Regions from separate parts of the Mus musculus genome. Here regions 2 and 3 are each linked to region 1. The links are chromatin contacts, called in public promoter capture Hi-C maps. All regions are on one chromosome and are shown on one strand. The core of a region is the stretch at or near the end of the contact, and the rest is flanking DNA. Distances in the headings are between cores, read along the strand shown.

Region 1 (4,883 bases), core at 893-3,392:
GAAGGGGAGGAGGAAGAGGAGGAGGAGGAGGAGGAGGAGGAGGAGGAGGAGGAGGAGGAGGAGGAGGAAAACAGCTGCTACTGCTGCCTGACATGATGATACCCACCTGTGACCCCAGCAGCAGGGAGCTAAGGCAGGAAGACCAGGAGTTCAAGGTCATCTAAGGCTGTGTAGGGAATCTGAGGCCAGCCTGGGCTACTTCTCTGAGCTCCAGTTTCCTCTTCAGAAAAATGCTCAGGGGCTTTGCAGTGGTCACAGGCCAGGCAGTACTATGGCCGTAGCCCAAGTGGAGTCCACCAGGGTCATGCGGTGGCCCAGCACCTGGGCAATGGGGTGGTTGTGGCTTGGCCTTGTAAGTCCACTGCACCAAAGAGGCTCTGCAAGAGGAAGATGTCCCTGCCTGAGCTTCGTGGGTCTAGGGCCAGGCCATAGCAGAACAACATTAAGGAGGAGCTTCGGGCAGAGTCACAGTTAGGTGTATGCTGCAGCATGCAGCATCTCACACTGGCTGCCTGGAGGCCACTGCCAGCTCAGTGTCCTGCCTGTCAGACTTAGCTAGTGACATAAGGCGGCGTACTGAATGCAGGACACCCCTCCCACAGTCAGGCTTGTCCACAGCAGAGGGACCTCAAAAGGTTTTATGCCTCTGCTTCTGAAAGCATGTCTCCCAGCTGGGGACAGCATCCCAGGGCAGACCCACAGGGGCCTGGAGGACCTCCCAGGCTCCCTGACTCAGTCCCTATCAAGGACAGTGTGGCCACATCCCCCAACTCCACGGTGCTTGGATTTAACATTGACCACAAGAGAAAGTTATTCCACACCATTCTAAAAGTCAGTCCCTACCCCCATCAAAAAGGCACTGATGGCTTTGCCAGGTAGACCCAGCCCGGGCCAGGGCTGCAGAGGCAAAGCCCCGTGTGACATCCTCCCGTGTTTCAGACGTGTGTGAACACTGACTGAGGAGGACTGGAAAGGATCTGGAACCTTCGGAGAGAACAACAGAGAGTTGTGGGTAATGGCAGGGTTAGAACTTCAAAGCTTCTGATTTGAATAACAAAAGATACTCTGTGGTCCCTGGGAGAGCCAGGAAGCCTTGAAGAGGTTGGTGGTGGGGGTGGGGGTGGGCTCTGGATGTTGGCTTCCTTCTAATTTATCAAGAAGAGGGAGGGGGAAAAACCCTAAAAATGAAAGATTGCAAAAAAAGTATTTGATCTCATTCTTTTTGTTCAGAGATGTATTATTTGTGATTATAACCTATAGGTGGTTAACTATAGTGCAAAACAAATGATTTTCCTTCTTAGATCTTGGGGCTTTTTCGGCTTTTGGTTTCTGAGATGAGCTCATGTAGCCCAGGCTAGCCTACTGTATCCTGTTTTCTGTGGTGCTGGGGATTGAACCCAGGGTTTTCTGCATGATAGACAGGAGCTCTACCCACTGCGCCACCCTCCCAGCCCCAGCTTTGGTGTTAATGAAGACCAGGTTCCAGGCAAGCCGGAGCTTCATTCTTCAGAGGTTCCGTTGGATGTCACTGCCAACTCAGCGTGCTTACAGGGGCATGTGCTAATCGCCAAAGCTTCTCTAAGGCAGGGCCTCTCTGTGCAGGGCATGGTGGGTGATGGAAGGGGAACAGGAAGCTGTTTGGCCAAAGTTCAAGCTCAGTTTCCCTCCAGCAACTACTCGCGCCCCTGGGACTTACTTTTCCCATCTGTGAAATGGCTTGTAAGGAGACAGTCAGCACTTGTCACCTCATGGGTAGAGCAAGGCCTGGCTTCCCAACTGGATGAGGAGCAGCCACGAGTCGCTTGCTACACAAAGCCCTAACCTTCCTTCTCCACCCTGATGGCTGGCACCATGGCATGCCCACCCTGGCTAGGCTGGCCCCTTACTGTTCTCCAAGGGCTTGTTTGGTCCTCTTCACCTTGGGCCCTGCTAGCTGGCCTGTTTCTGATAGCTCTCCTGGTGTCTTCACAGAGTTCTGTGTCTTCTGTCCTCTGCAGAATATCTGCCACATGTTTTCTTAAAATAGCTAGCCTCAAGTAACAGACTCATTTCCCTGGAGACATCAAGGGTTCTATGAGGCACGTGGGAGACACACTGGCTGTGATCCGAGGCGAGACAGGTGGTAACAGAGATATTGTGATGGGCAGTGATAGTGAGGATACTAGTGATGGTGCTGATGGTGGGAATGGTGGGCATGGCAACGGTGGTGGTGATGGTGGGGATGATGGGAAGGTTGGGAATTATAAGGGGGAACATGGTGATGATGGTGGGGGGATGGTAGAGATGATGTGATGGAGAAGGTGGTAGGACCCAGAACCTTCTCATTTTCCGATAAAAGATGAAAGTATTGCTTGTTTCTGTTTTTAACTCCTGGTTTTAAGTGTTGGTAATGCCCCCTCTCAAGTCAATGCTGTGTGGTCCCTGTAACTTTAATTTTTTCAAAGCCTACTTCTAATGACGGTTCTTAAACACTTTGACCTCCCACCACCCACCAGAGGTAGTAGGAAAGAAAGGATACAGGGGGAGTGGACCTGCTTAGAAAGATTCTCTGGAGCAACTCCTGTGTTGTCTGGAAATTGGCAGTTCAGTTTACAGGTTAGCAGGCGGCAGCAGCTTGATCCACTCATGAACACTTCACAGGTACACCAGCAGTCCAATTCAATAGAGTTCAGGATAGCAAACATGAATCAGCAGCGGTGACATGACCTAGCAGAGACAGCCAGGCCTCAGCCTCAGCTCGAGTCAGCAGGAGGTACCAACAGGACTCCAGGAAAAGTTCTTGGCTGTGTCTCTCAGTGAAGTGAAGATCAGCGAAGACACAAGACCAAGAAGCGTCGTACAGCTACCTCTACAAGCAAGCCCTCTCACAGTCTGCTGAGCCCTATTTATACTCCCTCCAAACATCACATGTCTTCCATGGATCTTGCCTCAGCAACACGAGTCTGTCTTAGCTGATGTCACTCTGCCAATTGAACCTTGGAAGCAAGAAGCCTCAGCACACCATCAGAAGGTTTTTGGTACATTTCTCTCTATGGGGTCCTGACAGATGCAGCTCAACTATGCACTGTAAGGTGTCATTAGTGAACAATCCTTCATCACGTGTCCTTTCACATGCTTGCCTTATTAGCAGAACATCCTTTCACCTGTGTCCACTTCAGAAGAACATTCCTTCACGAGTCTGCCCCTGCAAAACACCATCTGACGCAACTGACAAGTTTCCACTTCAGGTCCCCACTTGGCAGGGATCACAGGCTTCTGGATGGAACATTCACAAATGGTGAGTGTCACTGCCTTCCTGTGGTTCCCAGTGGGGTGTGGCCAGCTAGATGGTGAGATAAAGAGACCCCAACAGGTCTCCCATGAAAAGAGGCCTTATTCTGCACTGACCAGGACAGCAGGCAGGTGGCCAAGAAGGGGGTGGACATAGTCAGCTGAGGTCTCACCTGTCCTGCAGGGCAAAGGCCAGGCCAGCCAAGGCCATCTGGCCTGTGCTGTAAGTACGACCCATGATTGTCATGGTAACAGCCCTCCCGCGGGCTGTGGTCCACTCAGCCACTGAAAGTGATAGGGTGAGGTTCAGGCCCCTCCTGCTCCAGGGCAGGAGAAAGAGGGAAAGCTTCTGGGATGCCTGCTTAGCGTGGAATGGGCAGAATGATGCTGGCCAGTCCCAAGGCACTCGGGAACTGAAGGCCACAGGGCCACAGCAGATAAAGAAGTGGGGAGCCAAGGTGCACCAGCCACAGCCACAGCCCGGCATCGACTGGTGTCCAGCCTGTGAAGATGAGCACACGGGGCCCTGGGACCCTCCACAGGGTACGGCACCTGCCCAAAGGAGAGGAGGGCAGCCAGCTCTGCCTCCTCAGAGTTTCTACAAACATGGGAGGCTTGTGGATTGAAATGGTAGTGCCTTGTTCTCAGGGTCAGTGCAAACTTGTGGTTAAGAATATGGCTTTGGCATGGGGCACCTAGGTCTGAGTCCCCTGGGGCTGCCTCGGTGGCAGTGCGTGGATGTCCTGAGAGGGAGCCCCCTCTGGCTGGGAACACTGGAGTTTACCTAACGCCTTAATGCCTTCTGCTCCCAGATAGTTATTCTGTCCTGGGGAGCCGGGAGGAAAGGAAATACTCACCGGTGGGAGAAAAGGCCCCAGATAAAGGCTCCTGCCAGGACCCCAGCGTTGAGGATGGAAGCCCGGGAGGGCGCTTCAGGCTTTGGGAGCTACATACCGGGGTTCCACTGGAGGAGAGAGAAGCCTGGCTGATTCCGTGTTACATGGAAGGGGTGGCTGGTGGAAGAGTGAGTTGGGGGTCTCTCCCAGGAGCCTGGCCAGCCTGAGCCCTCAGGGCACATTCCTCAGGGCAGGTAGACGATGGGAGGTTTGTGTGCCCCACTGGAAGCCCAGCTCCTGTACACAATCCACCTTGTATTTGATAGCTTGATTTGCTCAATAGAGACAGTGACAGGACTATGTGAGGGCACGTCTCGAAGGCCAGCCTGTGAACAGTTCTTGTCACAAAAGGTGACAGGACAGGAGAGAGTCTGCTAAACCAGCCTTGCTATTGTATGGGTGGGTGAGCCCCAAGCTTATATCTGAACCTGGGTCACCCACAAGCGGTCACAAGAACAAGCCAAGTGATTAAATTCTCTGCTGAAGGAGGAGTCTGGAGGGTTCAGGAGGCATGTGCTGCAGAAGCGCAAATAAGTAAGTTCCGCCTCCAGAACCCATAACAAGGAGTACAGTGGTGTAAGCCAGTGATCCCCATACGGGGAGGTGGACGGGACGCCCTGTGGCCTCACTGGCCAGCTGTCACAGTGGGAAACCCTGGGTCACAACAAAGCGGGGCTCAGAGACTTAAGAGCCCCTGCTATGCAATTATGAGGACCA
Region 2 (4,883 bases), core at 1,043-3,542, 450 kb after region 1:
GCCCGGCTGTCAACAGTCACTTCTAAAACCACCTTTCTCTGTCCTGTTTGGCCTCTGGAGCCCTCATCATCTCTCCCCCAGATGATTGGATGGCCTGCTTGGGTCTCCCTGGCTACAGACTGCCTCCCCTTCAAACAAAGGGTCCTGCAAAGGTCTGCCTTAACATAGCCCTGCCCTTTGTTTTCAAGGGAAGCACCTAGTCGCTCAAGAAGGCTTCAGGACCTCCCAGGCTGTCAGGGCACCACCAGGGCTGCCTTCCCATCTTGTCACAAATCAGGTGTCTTTACTGTCCAGAGGCCCTAACCCAAAGCCTTTTCAAGTCCTTGGCATCAAGGCTAGGTCTGTCTTATTGTAGAGGCCTCTCTAGAAATCTCCTGTTCTGTCTACTGTCAGCTCCTGCAGGAAGCTCTTAGCCTTTGGCAGCAGCATGCCATCATGAGGAAGGTTGGCCTCACCACGCCTGGCAGTGGAGGACTGGGGATAATGCCCCTATTTCAGGGAACTGAGATCCTGGAACTGAAGTGACTTGGCCCATGGAGCCCAGCAGTGGTACAGGGTGAGGTCTAGGTGGCTGGGTGTTCAGCACTCTTGGGGTTCTTGCCCTAGACTCCTAACATCCCCAGCCCCTCTGTCCTGACCCATGTCAAGTCTCCAGCTTCGTCTGACATCCAGTTTCTGAGGGACTAACCCTCTTCCCACTTCTGCTTTCACAGCCTCTTTGGGCCCTGCTTCCGGCAGTTCCCTTCTGTCTCAACCCTGTTATTTGGCTGTGTTGGGGCTTGTCCTGCTCAGTCACTCTGGTCCGTCTTGGACTGCATACACATAGAGGGTTGGGTGGGTCTAGAAAACCTGCCTTCTATCCCTGTCCCAATTCCAGAGGCCTAGGACCCACACTCATGGTGAGATGCCTTCTGTCTCTGGCTATCGGGAGCTCATGGTGGGATGTCTTCCGGCTCTGACTATCGGGAGCTCATGGTGGGATGTCTTCCGGCTCTGACTATCGGGGCTTTCCTGCCATCCTCCCAGGAAGTGATAACTCTCATTCTCTGCTGGTAAAGTTGATGAGAAGCCTCATGGGGCCTTCTGGGTGACTGATATCGCCCTAGCCTACTCTGCCGTAACTTCCTGTGGGGGCAGGGCCTCTCACCCACTGTCAGCAGCCTGCCAAGTGGTTTGCTGGGGAGGAAATTTAGGAGAGTAGGTGCCAGGTCCCCAGGAACCTCCTAGCCATCCCTCAGGAACATAATAAGCCTCGGCACAGGCAAGACACACAGGGGACCATGTTGTCTGTCTCTTGGAGACTAGACAGAACCAGTAGGAGCTGGAGGAAGTATGGAGAGGGGAAGTTGAAGAAATACCTTCTTTGGAACCAAATAATTAAAGACTGTTGCCTGAGTCACTGTGACAAGGTTATGAGTAGAGGCGAGAATGGCCTAGAAAAGCCAGGGAGAGCTGTCATGACTGGATACATAGGGTCACGGGGACTCACTGATTTCCTCCACGATCTTCAGAAGTACCCCACCAATGTGCGACTCCCCCGTGACTCGGAGTGTGACAGACTGGGCCTCAGGGTCCTCCTCGCCCACAAACACCCTCAGCTCCCAGGAAGAGTCGATATAGTCCCCGGAGGCTGTCTTCATACCCGCCATGGCTGCGGCTGTTTCTGCTGAGACAAGGTGAGTAGACAGTGGGCTGCCTAGAAATAAGCAGGAGTCCTAGGGTACCCTGGGTAGGTGGGTAGGCTTTGGGGACACTGGTACAGAGAGCTACTGTGATCCAGTCAATATAAAACCCTCTTACTATCCTAAGTGTTTGGGCTGAAGAGACAGTTCCTTAGAGTCCACGTTGTCCTGCCAATTCAGGTTTCACAGGTGGGGACACCAAGGCCCAATACTCATTGTAAAGTACCCTGCTAGGTACCAGAACAGGTCAACTCTCCTACTCACAGTTCTGCCAGGCCCACCTATCTCAGAAACAAGTCCTGGCCCACAGCTCACAGCCAGTACTCTAACCCAAGCCTCTAGGGTGGTGGCAAGTGTGGCTGCTCTGCACAGAATGGCGGAGCAGGGGACAAGTGAGTCCTCCTGGGTCTTTCACTTACCTAGCCTGCAACGGGCTGCAGCTGCAGGTGGCAGTGGGACACCTGTTACCCTGGTCTGGCCTGGTCCTGCTCAGTTGCTTCCTTCAGAGGTCAGCCTGTAGTGGCCTTATCATGAAAGTTGTACTAGTCCCTCCCCAGGGCGGGCTGTTGCTGGGTACAGGAAGCACACTGCCAGCACGCAGAGGGCTCCACGGGGCCCTTGCTTTTGTTACCACAGGAAATGAGGGAAGAACAGTGCTGGGGTGACACCACAAAGTTCTCTTTACCCCACCCCCAGGCATCTACTGGTTGCACCTCCAGCCTGCTTTTTTCTTTTATTATTATTTTTTGTTGTTGTTCAAGACAGGGTTTCTCTGTATAGCCCTGGCTGTCTTGGAACTCACTCTGTAGACAAGGCTGGCCTCGAACTCAGAAATCCACCTGGCCCTGGTGGTGCTGGGTGCGCCACCACTGCCCGGCTCCAGCCTGCTCTTAGTGGGACTGTCTACAGTCAGCAGTGAAGTCCTTCCCACCTTTAAACAGGACTTGTTTCCAAACCTACCAGCCTTAAATCTGTCCAGTGACATGCTAGAGCCTCTCTGCCTCATAAAACCTCAATGTGATTTCCTCCAGGACCCTTTATCCCGTCTCTTTAGAGGGTTCTGGTGGTCCAACAGCCTCATGTCCATGCCAGGCACTGGGATGCAAATTGCTCTAAGGAACTGAGCAGGAACGTAGACTTTTCAGGGCAGCAGCCTACCATTAATGGACGTGGTTTTTTCTTTTTTCAGAAAGGGTTTCTGTGTAGCCTTGGCTGTCCCAGAACTCACTCTGCAGACCAGGCTGGCCTTGAACTCAGAGATCTGCCTGCTCTGCCCCAAGTGCTGGGATTAAGGGTATGTGCCAACCTCTCCTCCCAAGGTAAGGCTTTTTAAGTGTGACTAGGAGAGGCTGCTCTGAGGAGTCCTGGGGTTGGGACAGGAAGCTAGTTTAGGCTAACGTAAGACATAGTACAGCCTGGTGCTGGACTCAGCATCTTGCTAGCCCAGGAAGCAGTCTTTTGGGAGCAAATGAGGAAGTTCAGTGTTGGTCACAGTGTGGGAGGAAGATAGTGGTGTGGAGCTCAGGATTGGAGCAGCAGGAGCTGTTGTCAGTATTAGTCTCAGGCCTGCTTTCTGACCCACCTTGAGTCTAGGTTAGGTTCTAGTGTTGACCTAGCAGGTTCACTCTAAGACTGCACTGCACAGAACATCAACCCAAAGCTGATCAGAATGCAGGTAGGTCATCAGTTGTTGAGCGACACTTCCACCTAGTGGCCACCCTGACAAAGCAAACAGCTCACTCTTCAGCGACCTTTCTTTCAAGGCCATCAAGAAAAGGCTTTGTGTTGGCTTCCAATTCAGCACTACTGTGTCTTAAGAGAAGAAAGTCACTGGAGACCGTAGCAACATATAACCACGCCTGACTGGCTTCTTTATTGAGGAGGGACGTGGGTAAGAACAGGTGAAGACAGCTGGGACCCTAGGTTGGGAAGAACACCCTCCCCTCCCCGTATGCACCCACTGCCCCAAATAAAAAATAACCAACTATGGGGGAGCAGCCGAGACAGTGACGGGGAGGCTAGGACTGGGCAGGGAAGGACACTCGGATTGAGGGCAGCAGTGAAGAGACCATGCGTGTGCTGGGAGGGCCCGAGGTGGCGCTGGATGAGTCTGTCTTCCTTGTAGGCATGTATAAATATAAAGATAAGCCTTTCTTCTCCCCCCCTCTGCCCAGTGCTGCTCGCCACCTTCCCAGCTCGCCTTCCTCATTGGCGAAGGGAAGAGGGGGAAAAGCAAGTTATCACCGAATTGCGATGAGACCCACATCCATCAGCTTCTGGATCTTCTGCGCTATTACAGGATTCTTTAAGTGTCTAGGAGAAGAAGATACAGTTAACTGAACAAGTCTCCTTCCACCCAAGTTCCTCGGCTGCAGAGCATTCTCAAAGACCCTGCACATGCAAAAGTCCTTTTCACCAGACAGGACAGAAAGAACCTGCCTATGCTACTGTTTGTCTGCACAGCTGAAAGCCTAGCATAGTTGGCCTTCCCAACAGAAGCTTAGGCTATTAGACTAACAGAAAAAGCAAGCTCACAGGCTCTCTGTACCACCAGTATTTTCTGTTAAGATTGATAGGATTCAGGGCTAGAGATGGCCCAGTGGTTATTGATGGAGAGAGAACTCGGAGCACTTACTGCATCCACAGTGGCTCTCAACCCTCTGTATATCCAGTTCTAGAGGGTCTGACACCCTCTTCATACATACATGTAGGTAAAATGCTCAGGCACATAACCTCAAATCATACATTGAAAGAATGATAGAATTCCCTCTCACTTCCCCACTCAACTTACTCGCTCAGAGCCTGGGGGTCCTTTTGCATCTGCTCCAGGATGAGTCTCATGGCTGGGTCACTCATTATCTGCTGCACCTCAGGGTCAGCCATGGCCCGCCGCTTCACATCCTCAGGGCTATCATGTCTGTTGTACTGTGCCATCATACAGCGTTGGTAACCATCTGCTGCTTCCTGCATTCCAGAAAAGATCAAGGGAGGCAGGTCAACACTATTTGGCTCACTGCTTCAGCAGGTCCAAGATGACAGATCATTGACAAAGGGGAAAAAAAGAGAGACAAGAGAAACTGAAGCATTTGGGAAGGACATGAAGGACCAGAGAAAACACCCAAAGGAGAAACCAACGGGGATGTATGTTATAGGCCAACAGCAGCTTACCTTACAGCTGGAGTCCAGGTCTAACGCTTTTTG
Region 3 (4,883 bases), core at 1,177-3,676, 400 kb after region 1:
AGACTTGCCTTGGTCATGGTGTCTGTTCACAGCAGTAAAGCCCTAACTAAGACATCATATGAAAGCAGAGGGCTTAGGAGCCTGGAGATAAAGCTTCTCTCTGTCCCTTGAGCCCTTCCAGTATCTGGCCACCCTAAGATCTTTCTCATTGCTCATTACCCATCACATTGTACCTCATGGGATCCTCATAGCCTCTAGGCTCACCCATCTTATAGAAAAGGGCCCCTCAGGAAGACTAGGCAGGGAGTTTCTTCTCCCTAACAACCCTATGGTGACTGACAGAAAGGCAGGATAGTAGGGATATGCTCATTTTCTAAAAAAGGACTTAGTCACTGATGCCCAAGGCTATGCCATATGCTCAGGACCAGCAAGGACTTACACTCCAGTCAGTCCTACACTCCCTTTAGCCAAAAGAGAATTAGCATCCCCAAACTGCTGCTCTCTCTCCCCTGACAGTCCTGCCACCAACGGTGCACACTCCCGTCCCCTTGCCCTGTCTGTGAAGCACATCCAGCTCTACGCCCTGAAACTAAAACTCCCTCTCCATGCTCCCCAACCCCCTCTCCGTGCTCCCCAACACCTTGTGCGTGAGGTGTGTCCTTACATCACCCTCATTTTATACAGGAGGAAACTGAGGAGTCAGGATTTGCAGGGGTACACTTGCAAAGTCCTGGCATGTGGCAAACAGAAAGCCAAGACCCCTGCAGGACCACCCCTGGCTCCTGACCTCAGCCTCAACCTCACAGCAGAGAGCTCAGTTTCTCTCTTGGGAGAATAGGGGTTCACAGCCCCACCCATGCAGTCTCGGTTTACAAAAGAACAGCAGCTGATCTGGGGACACAGGTCCCTAAACCCATGGGACTCATAATCCTTCAACTCTTAATCAGAGGACACCAGGTCCCAACCCCTCCAGGAGATTCCAAACCTTGCCCTAGGCCTGACCAGCTAGCCACCAATAGTGCTAGAAAGGGGGAAACTTGTGGGTACTGTCCCTGTAGCCCCTGTGGCACCATCTTCAGGGGCCTAACCTCCAAAGGCCACCCAGGGCTCTGGCTCTTCAGTTCCAAACTTTGTTCAGCACCCCCACCCCAACCCAGGCCCTCTCCTTGTTTCCACTTCCTTATTTGGGTTTATCACACTGCAAGGAAAAGGAGAAACTTTTCCCTTTAGTCTGGCCTGGGGGAAGGGGTATCCTGGGGCCCCGGGGGTACCCACCCTTGCCCAGCACACCTGCAGCTAAGGCCACGCCCCCAGCCCCTCCCCTTAGTTCTCACTCCTGCCCCACCCTGCCGGAAAGAAACCCAGCGTCTTCCAGGCCTATGGCCCGACTGGGAAGGAACAGTAAGGAAACTCAGGCCGCCTGAGTTGAGGCCCTAGGGAGCAAGGAGCCCAGGGGGTAGGAGAGGGAACAGTACAGAAACGTGGGTGAGACGTGATATCTAGATAAGAAGCCGCAGGTGAGTATCAGGGAAGTACCTGAGAGAAAGCAATAAAAAGTGGGGACCAGGATTTATTGAGGTTCAAAGTCACTAAGTTAAGGAGTGGGGAGCAAAGTTCCCAGAGTTGGAGGAACCTGGAAAGGAACAAAGTCTCCGGTAAGGGGTGGCTCGGTGCTCCCATCTGAACAGAAAGCTCGCTGGAATCCAGAAGCAGGACGAAAGGGTATCAACCAGGGCAGGCTGGAAAGGGATGACTATAATGGCTCAGGCAAGCGAGGCACTGAGAAGAGTAGGATCCCAGTGGCACCCCACCCAAGGCAAGGATGTCCTATGCCCCCATGGGGGTCCTGTGCCAGGAACAGGGGTCTGGGGACCAGACCAAAAACTAAGAACCAGCATGGAGACTTTGATATTCATCGTTGGCAAGGGTGGAAAAGAGTGAGAAGAAGGACAGGATTTACAGGGGTTCAAAGTCTCCATGCCAAGAAGAGCCCAATTGACCACAGCTACTGTCTTGCGGGGGAGAAGAGCGGGGACAACGACAAAGTCTTCAATTACCAGGACAACAGGGGACTCAAGTTTCCGGAGTGCAACAAGGCTGGAATAGGGGGTGAGGTGGTCAGGCAACACTGAAGTGGGGGTCCCTGGCATTCATCTAGTCGAATGTGACTGAAGGAATCCTTCGATCTAGGCAGAGCAGAGGACAGCCCACTCACTTACCTCGTCCCATTTGATGAACTTACTCCCGCGCCGCAGGGTCTCCACCACGGTGGGCGGCTCCAGCTGCAGCGCGTGGACGCCGGGCCTCGCGCCCGCCATGGCTAAGCCAGGGGCGGCTCGGGGACCTACGGAGCCCCGACGGGAACCGACGGTGCCACTGCTCTCTCCACACGCTCCCGCGCGGCCCGCTCTGGCCCCGCGGCGTCAGCGCCCGCCCGCCAGCCAGTCTGTCCCGGACGGACCGGAGACTCGGCGCCCGGCCCCGCCCCCGCAGAGCCCCGCCCCGTCGGGCGGTGCCGCCCCCTCCCACCGCTATGGTGCCGCCCGACCCACGGCGGCGCCCCCTCGCGGTTGGGGCGGCGACTGCAGCCAAAGGGATGATGGATGGAATGGGGGGGGTCTTTGTTGGCCGGCTGACTCAGTAGGACTCTCTTTTTTTTGTCTTAGATAAAGTGCTATTGAGGGTGCACCTGGAAAGACGGGTGTTGGAGCCGCTCAAGACATGCCAAGGTCAGCCGGTTGAGGACTCAGGTGGAAAAGGCGAAGATAATAAGGTTAGGGGACACAGACCCTTGTCCTCAACCCGACTCCTACCGCACTTAATGAGCTCAGGAAACGTCGTCACCCCATCTCTCTCCATCCCACTCCACCCGCGTGCCCTCACTTTGCCTCTCCCCCTCCTGCTGCAGCACAGTCCCCCCTCCCAGGGAGCACTTAGCTGGCTAATGGGCCTCCCGCCGGCAGGCGCCCCTCCCCCGTCCCTAGCTCTGGAGGCCTGGAGCTGCCACCTCCTTTGAGGACCCAGGCATCCTGGTTTTCCAGAGAAAACCTTGCCGCAGTTCTTGTGCTGCTGACCCTGTGACGGGAGCCAGTCTCAGTGAACCTCTTAGTTGAACATAGTGAAAGATGGTTGTTTGCCCAGAGGTGGCAGAAGCCTCGTGGGTGTCCCCAAAGGAGGGGTTGTGCAGCTCCTGGCCCACAGCAGGTGCCCTGAAATCTGTGTTCCAGTGATCTGAGGAACCGAAGGGGCAGACCCATGGGCACCGGCCGGGGTGGGGGCTGTAGCCCCCCCCGCAGGGCTTGGCTGGGGGGGCTCCTGCCTGGGGGCCCCTGTGGGAGCCCCCCCAATACAGAGGAGGCAGCAGCAGCAGGTTTAAAGTAGAACTCATCCAGAGGGGCCAGCCAAGTCACCTAGAAACCCAGAAAGAGTTGGAGCTAGCTCTGGGGGAGGAGGGTCGGCTAAGGAGGAGCTTCCCTACCGGCGCCTTTGCCCCAGGCGCTCAGGCCTCCAGAGGAGCCCTGCCTGGCACTGGCTGTCCTCCAAATCGCCATCATGGCGGCAAACTTAATGAATCTAGTTGTCTTTGGCTGTGGCCTTGTGCAGTGGTGTGATTGTTATCTCCACTTGAGGCCCAGAGAGGGGAAGGGACTTGCCCAAGGTCACACAGCTTCCTGAGAGGATTTAACCCCTCTTTCTGCTTCCTGCCTCTGCTCCCTGGTCTGTAGGAGAAAAGGGGGGGGGGTGCAGGCCTGTCATCTCCCTCCTCTTCTTCTTCCTTCTCCTCCTCCTCCTCCTTCTCCTCCTCCACAAGGACTATAAGAAAATACCCCTTCAGAGCTCCAACTACCACCCACCTCCTCCAGAGATCAGAACCATTAAGAGTGGAGATTGGCCTCTACCCACAGGCTTGCTTTCAAATCCAGGACTCCCTTATCCAGGAGCTAGTTATCACAGTGCAATAAACACACACCCCTCTGTAGACGGGTGACAGGTAGAAAAGAAACTGGGAATGTCAAAGGGGAAAGAGTAAAAAAAGGGCACAGGGGATCCTGCACACCAACGCTAAGGGCAGGATGACTGAGCCCTCCCAGAAGCTTCTGGAAGCAGGGCCTTGAAAAACAGGATGGAAGCTGTTTGTTGAGCCAGGCCCTCTTCTTCCCCCACCACTAATCTCTTGAGGCCAGGCAGCCCCCCATTAGAAGGCTCCCTCTTCCTCTTTGGATGCTTTCTTCCAGCCCTGGAATGGTAATAGAGTTTCTAGGCATGCAGTAATGGGGGGAATAAAGGCAGCTTTTCCGGCCTCTACCCTTGATTAAGGGATTGGTCTGGGCCCACAGGTCCCTCCCCAGGGCCTCTGATTCAGGGAGGTGCTGCAAGCATCCTTAGCTGCTCTCTGGTGGGAGGGGGCCACATTACCATGGGAAGCCACAGCCTGAGGCTGCAGGAGAAGCTAGGCACTCTCCAGTCATAGGAGGGCTGGTGGATGAGCATAGCAGGATGAAGGCTCCAGAGCCCGAGCTCCAGGTCACAGGGAGGTCAGGATCCCGGCCTCCTGGAAGACACGCCTTTCACATGAGTGATTTGCCCACTTCCTGGGCAGAGTCAGGACTTGAATCCGACCCCTTGTGCTTCAAGGCTAGGGCTCCCGTTTGAGCGGCCCAGGTTCCAAGAAAGCTGTAGGCTAGCAGACCCATCTTTCCTCTCACAGTGAATAGTCATTAGAAGAAACAAGACAGAGCAGCAGCCAGCCCCAGGAAAACAAGGATGCTCTGGGGATGACATGGGAGGGAGCCAGAGGGAGAAGCAGGATGGGCATGCCTCTGAAAGGACCTGGCATGTGACATCAAATATATGGTCAAGGGCCAGGAAAGGCAGTGTTCCATATCATCATCTTGGGGGTACAGGCAGGGTTGACGGTCTTCAGAGTCATGGACTCAACTCTC

What was found. Promoter capture Hi-C pulls out the DNA fragments that hold promoters and counts their contacts.
Region 2: a contact with region 1 is called in a promoter capture Hi-C map of pre-B cells, with 4 times the contacts expected there. A contact is called at or near these places in 8 of 39 promoter capture datasets (the 3T3-L1 cell line, cranial neural crest, embryonic stem cells and 5 more), 2 of 484 Hi-C or Micro-C datasets (the N1E-115 cell line and palatal mesenchyme) and 2 of 130 datasets of targeted methods (both in large pre-B cells).
Region 3: a contact with region 1 is called in a promoter capture Hi-C map of pre-B cells, with 6 times the contacts expected there. A contact is called at or near these places in 8 of 39 promoter capture datasets (the 3T3-L1 cell line, the C10 cell line, the HPC-7 cell line and 5 more) and 4 of 130 datasets of targeted methods (astrocytes, embryonic stem cells and large pre-B cells).

Annotation. Positions count from the first base shown.
Region 1 is chr19:6,568,724-6,573,606 of GRCm38.p6, forward strand. Gm32245 (a long non-coding RNA gene) reads left to right here. Exons shown (of 3, transcript XR_879496.3): 2 at 2,641-3,277. Among named protein-coding and RNA genes, the nearest start is that of Gm32245, 4.0 kb to the left of the region's middle.
Region 2 is chr19:7,017,177-7,022,059 of GRCm38.p6, forward strand. Fermt3 (fermitin family member 3) reads right to left here and starts at 2,293. Exons shown (of 15, transcript NM_153795.2): 1 at 2,102-2,293; 2 at 1,490-1,663. The coding sequence starts at 1,649. It overlaps Stip1 (stress-induced phosphoprotein 1), which reads right to left. Exons shown (of 14, transcript NM_016737.2): 12 at 4,851-4,883; 13 at 4,474-4,646; 14 at 3,520-3,995. The coding sequence ends at 3,923.
Region 3 is chr19:6,967,388-6,972,270 of GRCm38.p6, forward strand. Plcb3 (phospholipase C, beta 3) reads right to left here and starts at 2,427. Exons shown (of 31, transcript NM_001290349.1): 1 at 2,160-2,427. The coding sequence starts at 2,258. It overlaps Gm52400 (a long non-coding RNA gene), which reads left to right and starts at 1,309. Exons shown (of 3, transcript XR_003952919.1): 1 at 1,309-1,457; 2 at 2,607-2,713.